Regions from separate parts of the Bos taurus genome. Here region 2 is linked to region 1. A link is a contact called in public Hi-C data. All regions are on one chromosome and are shown on one strand. The core of a region is the stretch at or near the end of the contact, and the rest is flanking DNA. Distances in the headings are between cores, read along the strand shown.

What was found. A called contact is a pair of places that touch in the nucleus more often than the background predicts.
Region 2: a Hi-C map of liver shows a contact between it and region 1, with 2.5 times the contacts expected there. The contact joins two enhancer-like sites. A contact is called at or near these places in 2 of 11 Hi-C or Micro-C datasets (liver and an unstated tissue).

The regions. Positions count from the first base shown.
Region 1 is chr19:49,531,615-49,535,699 of ARS-UCD2.0, forward strand. No RefSeq gene overlaps it. Among named protein-coding and RNA genes, the nearest start is that of PSMD12, 39 kb to the left of the region's middle. Within about 2 kb of position 2,532, at least 32 of the 102 cell types and tissues checked have an H3K27ac peak or open chromatin away from gene starts, as enhancers often do. A contact at or near this core is called in liver, where this site is marked.
Region 2 is chr19:49,593,180-49,597,483 of ARS-UCD2.0, forward strand. No RefSeq gene overlaps it. Among named protein-coding and RNA genes, the nearest start is that of METRNL, 44 kb to the right of the region's middle. Within about 2 kb of position 1,957, at least 39 of the 102 cell types and tissues checked have an H3K27ac peak or open chromatin away from gene starts, as enhancers often do. A contact at or near this core is called in liver, where this site is marked.

The DNA of each region.
Region 1 (4,085 bases), core at 1,282-3,781:
GTTGGTGATGGACAGGGAGGCCTGGCGTGCTGCAGTTCATGGGTTCTCAAAGAGTCGGACATGACTGAGCAACTGGACTGAACTGAACTGAAACTGTTTCTAGACCCCAACCTCCACTTGAGGGGACAGGGACATTGGGGGTGGGCAGAGCAAACTCAGGCCTGGTTCCCTGGCTCCTCTTCTCCTCCAGGCCTCATCCTGGGCCTGCTGAGTCCCGTCCCAGGCAAGAATCCCCCACCCTTGAAGCTAACCAAGTTCCTCTTAGTAAATTTGCATTTGCATCTTCACCTGGCCTTGGGCTGTAACTCTTCACTCTGTCTCTGTTATACTGGGAGTTGAAGTCAGTTTCTTCCCACATTTGCCAGAGTCTTGAATAAAGTCTCTCTTGCACTTTCTAACAAGTGTCCAGTGAATAATTTGTCCTTAACAAGGGTTGTGAGAGGGCAGCCGTGAGTGTCTAGGGGGGACCTGGCGGGAGTGAGAGCTGTGTACAGAGTTGTATATATTTCCTTGTGTAGCCAAAGAAGTGGTGGCACAGGTGAGGGTCAGCCCCAAGGCATGAACCCCAAAGCTGGGCACCATACTGGAGCACTGGGGGATGCCCAGAAGTGGCACTGGTTGAATAGGCACTATGGGAAGAGCAAGAGGCCTGCTTGGACAGGAGGAGCAGCATCTCAGGCAGGGTGGCTGGTGGAGTGACACTGGGGTCCCTTGGGAAGCACCACTGACTCCAGTTCTCAGAGGGGCTGCAGGAGGGCAGCGTTCACAGCCTGTCTCCCCTCTGCTCCTCCCTTCTTCCTGGTTCTTCCCTTTCAATCTCATAACAGGGAAATCATGTTTTGCATCCTTTGCCAGGATCATTTGGAGTCAGGTGCCTGACTTTAACAGAGAAGGCTATGGCACCCCACTCCAGTACTCTTGCCTGGAAAATCCCATGGATGGAGGAGCCTGGTGGGCTGCAGTCCATGGGGTCGCGAAGAGTCGGACACGACTGAGCAACTTCACTTTGACTTTTCACTTTCATGCATTGGAGAAGGAAATGGCAACCCATTCCAGTGTTCTTGCCTGGAGAATCCCAGGGACGGGGAAGCCTGGTGGGCTGCTGTCTATGTGGTCACACAGAGTCGGACACGACTGAAACGACTTAGCAGCAGCACCAGCAGCAGCCTGACTTTAAAGGTGATGCAGGAAACATGCTTCCTGTCACTCAGAAAGTCACCAACACACATCCTTCCCAGCGATGTGGCCTCAAGTGTTTTCCCCTGGGTTTCTGGACCTTGGAGGCAAAGCTGGGTCTCCCCCTGTCTGACCTCTGATGTATTTCTGAGGCCCAGAAACTTAGGGAGAGTGTGACGGTCTGAAGCATGTGTCTGGTTAACCCCTCATTAACACGTCTGAAATGCAGTGTCTTGGAGCCACCACATCAGCCATCACAGGCGTCCACCCGGCCCACCTGGCTCTGGCCTGCCTGTGCCTGGGGTGGGCTCTCCTCCAGGAGTCAGCTCTGGACATTGCTGGACGGATGGAGCACCTGGGCTTCATCCCTGTTCTCCTCCCCTGTTCAGCCCCTCCCCAAGTTGTGAAATCTGGTATTTTTCAACTCCAAGCAGCAATCCAGGTAAGGCAAAAAACTGTTCTCTGGAGCTGGGTTGAGAAACAAGTTAGGTGAAGTAATGAGTTGAAATGGACTTGAATAAGTGCCAAGTTGTAGCTGAGTGTCCTGGAGACTAGAGATCTGGTTCAGTTAAGCTTTAATGTATTTTTTTTAGGTGAACTGTTAACACTCTTGTATTTAGTTAAGAGTCAGCTTTTACAAAGAATGACACCAGGCTCCTGAATAACAAAGGAGCAAGACCCAGGAACACCCCCAGTGTGTGTGTGGGGGGGGGGGGTAGGGCGGGGCTGCTGTCACCTGGGTGTGGAGGAGCTGTGCAGCTGAGCAGAGGCAGCGGGAATGCAGAAGCCCAGAGGCAGAGAGATTGTGCAGCTTGGTGAAAAGGCAATGCACTATCTCGAGTGGAATTAGAGGTACACACTCATAAGCCACACAAAACTTGCAGCAGTTTCCCCCAAATATTCTTTCGCACCCTTTGCAGCCTGTTCGCTGACTTGGGGTGTCCTGCCAAGGGTCACTTCTTGAACTAGAGATCAGGCCATATCCTTGGAGCTCTGGGTGCGTCCAGGAATCAGCTGACCCATTCCATGAGAGCCTATGTCCTTACCTGAACCCTGCTTTATCAAGGAGATGCCTCAGCTCTGGGGCCTGCAGAGGACTGGGGCAGGGAGCCACGGTCACCGTGGCTCAGCGTCCAGCCCTCCTGCGCTCTCCCATTTCCAAGAGGAAGTCTGGGAACAGAGCCCAGCTCCTGGCGCCAAAGCTTTGCTTCTGCCCTTCCTGACTTGAGAAATTGGGGGCCAGGTCCCTGGCCTTGCCAGCCTACACCCCTACCCACTGTCTTGAACCTGTTGGGGGGCTCCAGGAACCTGGGCTGATGCCCAGGGCTTGTGCCGGGCGCACACCGAGGCTCCTTGTGGCCAGCAGGTGGCGATGCAGGAGCGCTGGAAGGGCAGCGGGCTGGGCTTCCTCCCCATGGGACCCCCACTCCCTGCAGCCTTCGCTGCAGCCCCAGCTGGTTGCTGAGGCTCCCCTGCTGGCTGGGGAGTGTGCGCTCAGGGTGAGTGGTCAGGCTGCGGTCCTGGGAGGGCTGGGTGAACTAACGCAGAGGCCAGAGCTCTGGGAAACCCTCTATCTCATCCCCGTGTTTTCTGCCCTCCGTGTTTGATGCTTCAGGGGTGGATCCACTTAAGCAACCTGGTCAGCCCTTGATGCCTGCTTCATGGATGAGAGAGTAGAGGCTCAGGTCAGGGGCAGGACCCAGGGTGCACACATGGCGGCCCTGAACGGGCCGAGGCAGAAAGTCAGCATGTTCTTGCCATTTCTGTTCTGAGCCCTGGAGTCTCAGGTCGGCCTGGGGACCTCTGTCTCCAGCCTGTCCATCAGGCCAAGGGTGTGTGCAGGGCTGGGAGGGTGGGTGTCTATGAGCGTGCAGGGGTGTGAGGTGTGGATGTGTTCCCTGTGAGTGAGTGTCTGGGTGTATCTCACAGTGTGTGTGTCTGTGTATATGAGTGTGCAAGCAGTTCCTGGGTCCTGTAAGCTTCATCTCTTCCTCGATCTAAGATACTTAGACAAGTTGTCTCACAAATGCATCCGCAAAACGGGTCCAAACCATTTCCTCTGCTCAAAGGGAGCACCCAGTGTCTGCAGGTGGAGATGTCCCCACCCTTCATGTGACTTCAGTCAACCCTGTCCCCGCTGACCCTGGAGGTGCCCCCAGGATGGTGACCATTCTAGGAAGGAGACGCTCGGTGAAACTCATCAACTCCCCGTTGCTTCTAGGAAACAGTAGTAACTTTGCTCATATTCAGCAAGTCCGAGTTGCCTCAGCTTGGAGGTCATGCGGCCAGGCTTCCTGGTGCCAGCGGGTGACTCAGCTCGAGAAGGCACCCCACCCAGCCACAGCCCTCAGAGGCTGGCCATATCCCGCCTCTGCAGGCCCAGCATGCGGGTTCTGTTCCCTGGCTGCGTCACCCAACCTCCTGGGGTACATCTCACCTCCCACTACCCTATCCTGGGGATACATGGGGTGTGGCGGGTGGGGCCCACAAAGCCCCCCAGTAGCTGATTAAGACAAGCTGGGCACTGGTAGCAGCTGACTCAAGGAGCTGAGCAACTTGAGAAGTGACAGCCATCAAACACGCCAATGGCCCCGGCAGGTCGAAGGATGAGAGAAGAAGGCTGGAGGGCTGCAGAGCCGGGACTTAGGGGCCATGGGGCCCGGCCACCTGCTGGCCTCTCCTGGGATTTCCAATGTCCGTTGGCATCCCTGCAAACCTGTGTGGGAGCAGGAATGCTGAGTCACAGACCCTTGGTCAGCTTGTAGAGATGTTTCAACACGTGCAACATGAAAGATCCTGCTAAGAGAAAGGGCCCGGGGTGTGTGCATTTTGTTGACAGAAAGAGGCTCGGTGGGGACAAGGGGCCATGAGCAGAAACCTGAGGGGGCCCACAGGTCCCACCAGCGTGC
Region 2 (4,304 bases), core at 707-3,206, 61 kb after region 1:
AGAGAAGCCTTGATGGCCTTGAGCAGTATGACATTAGCCTCAGGAGACGAGTAAACAGAGGTGGTTGTTGAGGTATCCACTGCCGGACACACATGCTCAATCATGTCTTAAACTCCACAGACAGGTGAAATGCGCACATGAGTCACAGGATGGTCCTGGAGCCCCAGAAGGTCTCCAGGACCCTATGTCCGTGGGGTTTAGGACTACCCTAGGGAGGGACACCCCCAGCACCTGCCCTCTCAGGGGAGTGGGGTGGAGTAGAGATGTGGCTGAGCAGGGCCCCCTCCCTCAGATGGGCTACAGGGGGAACGTCTTTCTCTGTGGGGTTGGGGGATGGGACTTCTGTCATGACCACAGTGTCCCTCCAAGCACAGTTGTGACTTTTTCCATCAGAGAGAGAGAGGCCTGGCTCCCACCCACCCCAGAGGAGGACACATCGTGGAGTGGCTTTGGGGAGTGGGCCCCTGAGTGGGCAGCAAAGGGAGTGACCAGTGACAGATGTGACCACGGTCTTGCCCAGGAGAGACCAGGCAACCTGAGTCATTGCAGGCAGCCTCTTGAAGGACACAGCACCTGCCGAGGGTCCTTTCCTTATACCTCTCAGTGCTCTGAGGTCTCAAGGGACTTCAACTTGTCAGTGACCTGGTCAGGGAAGCGGGGCAGAGTCTTGAATGTCTGTGCCGGTGAGGACTGACCACCACTGCAGTGAGCAGTGTCTTTTACTCTGCAACTTCCTCCTTCCTCATTTCATTCTCTTAAGTGATGACAGTGGTGACTTTTGCAGTTGCTTTATTTTTAATTTGGGGGGTGGGGTGGGGATCAGGCAAGACTAAGTCAGTTTGACCAGTCCTCAGACTTGGGGGAGATCCTTAACTGGTCCCTGAAATTCAGAGCTAAAATGTTGGTTTGCTAGATTCTGGTTGAAGCTTGTTCTCCTTGAGGAGCCAGATCTTGTGCAGCTGTGAAATAGACCAAGTTATGAATCACACAACATAAGTATCCGAAAACCACAAACAGGCTATCTCCATAGACGCCCAGGCATCCATCAGAACGCACAGCATCACTTAGAGGAGAACAGGCCCTGGGAAGCCGGCCACCTCGGATGAGGCCAGAGCCCTCCACTCTCTTCACAAACACTCCAAACAGTAAATCTCACTGTGGTGTGAGATGAAGTGGGATAAGCTCCAACCTTCTGTGTGAACTACGAAACCTAAGCTAGCTGGTGTGGGTGGTGGCAGGTGTCCCTGGTCCTGACCTCTGACCCTCACTGCCACCTGCTCTGAGCTCCAGGAGGTGAATTCTCAGTGACTGTCCATGGCAAGGGGTATAGTTAAAGGGACTGATGGCTGTCAGCTTATTATAGAAACCTTGGGTCAGAGGTGGCGGTAAGCCCAGCTGAACCGTGGAGCTCTGAGCTGGCCCAACCTCGCCAAACGCTTCACCACCTTCCCCCAGTTTCTTGTCTATGAAACAGGGACAAGGAGCTGTTTTGAGGAGGAGACCCCACCTGGCCACACTGCCCAGGCCTGGCTGCCTCCACAGCTGTGGGGCTGTCATACTGGACAGCCAGCAGCACCAGTGTCCAGCAGCACCCAGGGCTCAGAGCAGGAGCCTAGGGGTGTTTGCACGGGAGCAGATGGACAAGACAACCTAGGGATGAGCCCCAAGATGCTGCCTTAACAGGAAGTTTTGCTCACCGCCCACGAGGGGCTGATCCTCCTACCAAACTCACAGGGAAATAGAGCTTCCGGCAGGCACCTGAGCCCCCCTGCCCGAGTGGAAGGACGGAGACCAGACCTGAGTAGCCCACCCGGGTTCCCTACCCTCCCCACTCAAGCTCCACTGCAGGGACCCTCCTCCCCGGGCCAGGTCAGGCTGGGCTCCACCTGCTGTAGGAGCCGTGTCTGAGGGCGCGGGACTGTCTCTCCTGGCAGCCCATCCCCACCCCACGCAGATGTTTCCTGCTGATGCTGCACATTTCTGCTTTAATGCAAGGCCTGCCCAGCACTGAGCACGTGGTGGAAATATGCCGACACAGCCGTTTATCTCCCTGTGTTGCAATTCACCCTCTCGGGGCAAAGTTCCAGCTGATGCCTCCAGAGGCGCCGAGGCTGAGCTAGAATCTCGGTTCTCCAAGGACCCAGGCGGCCAGGAACCCAGGGCGCGGCAGGAAAAGTGGTTGGGAGTGACGCATCGTGGGCCAGGGGAGCCGTCTGACCACAGCCGCTCAGAGGATGTGAGACATGAGGGCACTGCAATAGCCCTGCGCCTGCAACAGGGGGACGAGCATGGCTGGCCCTGCGGGGGCCACTGCCCCCACGCAGGTGGGAAGCAGCTAAAGGACCTGTCCCAGAGCCCTCGGGCTGCTGCTTCATCCTGAAGACTTGTAAGGTGGCGGCAGTCGCCCCCTGGGTATTGCCAGAGGTGAGAGTGTGTGGAACGGATTGCAGAGCCAGAGGAGGAAACTGCCACCATGGGGGCGGGGCCCCAGCGGGCAGATTCCCCTGAGTCTGACCCCTAGGGTGGCATCCGGGTGACGCTCTTCTTCCTTGGGCTTCTCAGAACTTAGCCCTACACGCCACCACCAGCCCTGGGCCAGCCCTATTTGCTCTGCCTTGTTCACCGACTTGACTCCAGTCAGCTGATCTGCACCCTTGGTCTTGATCAAGCCCACAGATGGTGGTACACTTGCCAAGCCTCTGCCAGGGGCTCCACATCCCCCCCACCTGACACCCAAGGTCTCTCTAGGATCCTACCCCTCCCCTTGGATGGCAGGCTGCTCCTTTTGCAGCCCTGGCCTTGGATGTCCAACTCCTTGACTGGACTGCTCTTCACCCCCACCCACCCCTATCTCCAGTCACTTCCTCAGTGAGACCCGCCCCACAACTTAAATCATAACGCCCCCTACACCTACTCTCCCTCCCCCTTGAATTAATACACGGTGCAGCATTCTCATTTATCCGCCTCACAAACACGCACAGCAAAGCCAGTCTGTAAGCTCCATGGGGGCATTGATTTTTAAAGTTTTTACTATGGAAAATTTCAAACATAAATGCAAAAGTAGACAAAAACAGTATGATGAGCCCAACGTCCCGTTACCCAGTTTCAGCAACGCTCAACCCTTGGCCTGTCTTATTCCGTCTCTGCCCCACCTTCGCACGTACCACATTTGCCTGTAAATGCTGCCAAAATAGATGCACTTTTAAAGAATTTAACCACACTACCATTATCACCTAAAAATTTAGTAGTCTTGAAACCAAATAAACGGCCCATGTCCAGAATTCCCCAGTTGTCTCATTTCATACAGCTGTTGTTTTTAAACATCAGAATCCAGAGTCTAAAAAAGGCAATGTGTTAATACACCCCAAGCTTTATGAATAACACTCCTTCGTTTTAATTTCTTGTTGAAGCAATTTCTTGTTGCTTGCCCTGTAGAATGTACCACATCCTGGCTCCAGCGGGCTGGGTCCCCAGGTTGCCTGGCTATCCTTCTGTGCCAATATTTCCTGCAAGCCTGTGATGGACACAGAGATTGCTCCACGTCAGGTTCGCTTTCAGAGAAGGCAATGGCACCCCACTCCAGTACACTTGCCTGGAAAATCCCATGGACGGAGGAGCCTGGTGGGCTGCAGTCCATGGGGTCGCTGAGGGTCAGACACGACTGAGTGACTTCACTTTCCCTTTTCACTTTCATTCCTTGGAGAAGGAAATGGAACCCACTGCAGTGTTCTTGCCTGGAGAATCCCAGGGACGGGGGAGCCTGGTGGGCTGCCGTCTATGGGGTTGCACAGAGTCGGACACGACTGAAGCGACTTAGCAGCAGCAGTAGGAGCAGGTTCGCTTTTCCGCAAGAGCACATCCTCACTGGGCTTCCCGGCATGTCTCCTGGGGGCTTCCTCAAGGATGTTGCCCTTGACCAAGGGTCCAGGGCTGTCCAAGGCTGCTTTTACCTTCCCTACCTCCCTGTATCTGTCAGCTGGGTGTTTCTCTAAGAACCTTCTTGACTGTGTGGTTACTGTTCATTCAGGAAAAGCAGGATAAATGACTGCTGCTTTCCTTTCCTTACCCATTTTTTTGAGTAACGTGTTGGTTTCCGGCATTTCCCAAAGGTTACTGAGAGCTCCTTATGTTTTTTTCCCCCTCCAAGTTTTCATTATTTTCTGGATAGCCATGGACTCATGCATTGTAATTTATTTATCGCGTTTCAACCCATTTTAGTCACTATACTTCCTGATGCTCTCCTGTCCCGCCTGTGGCCAGGGGGGTCCCTTCCCATCAGCTGCGTGTCATTGGACAAGAGTCAG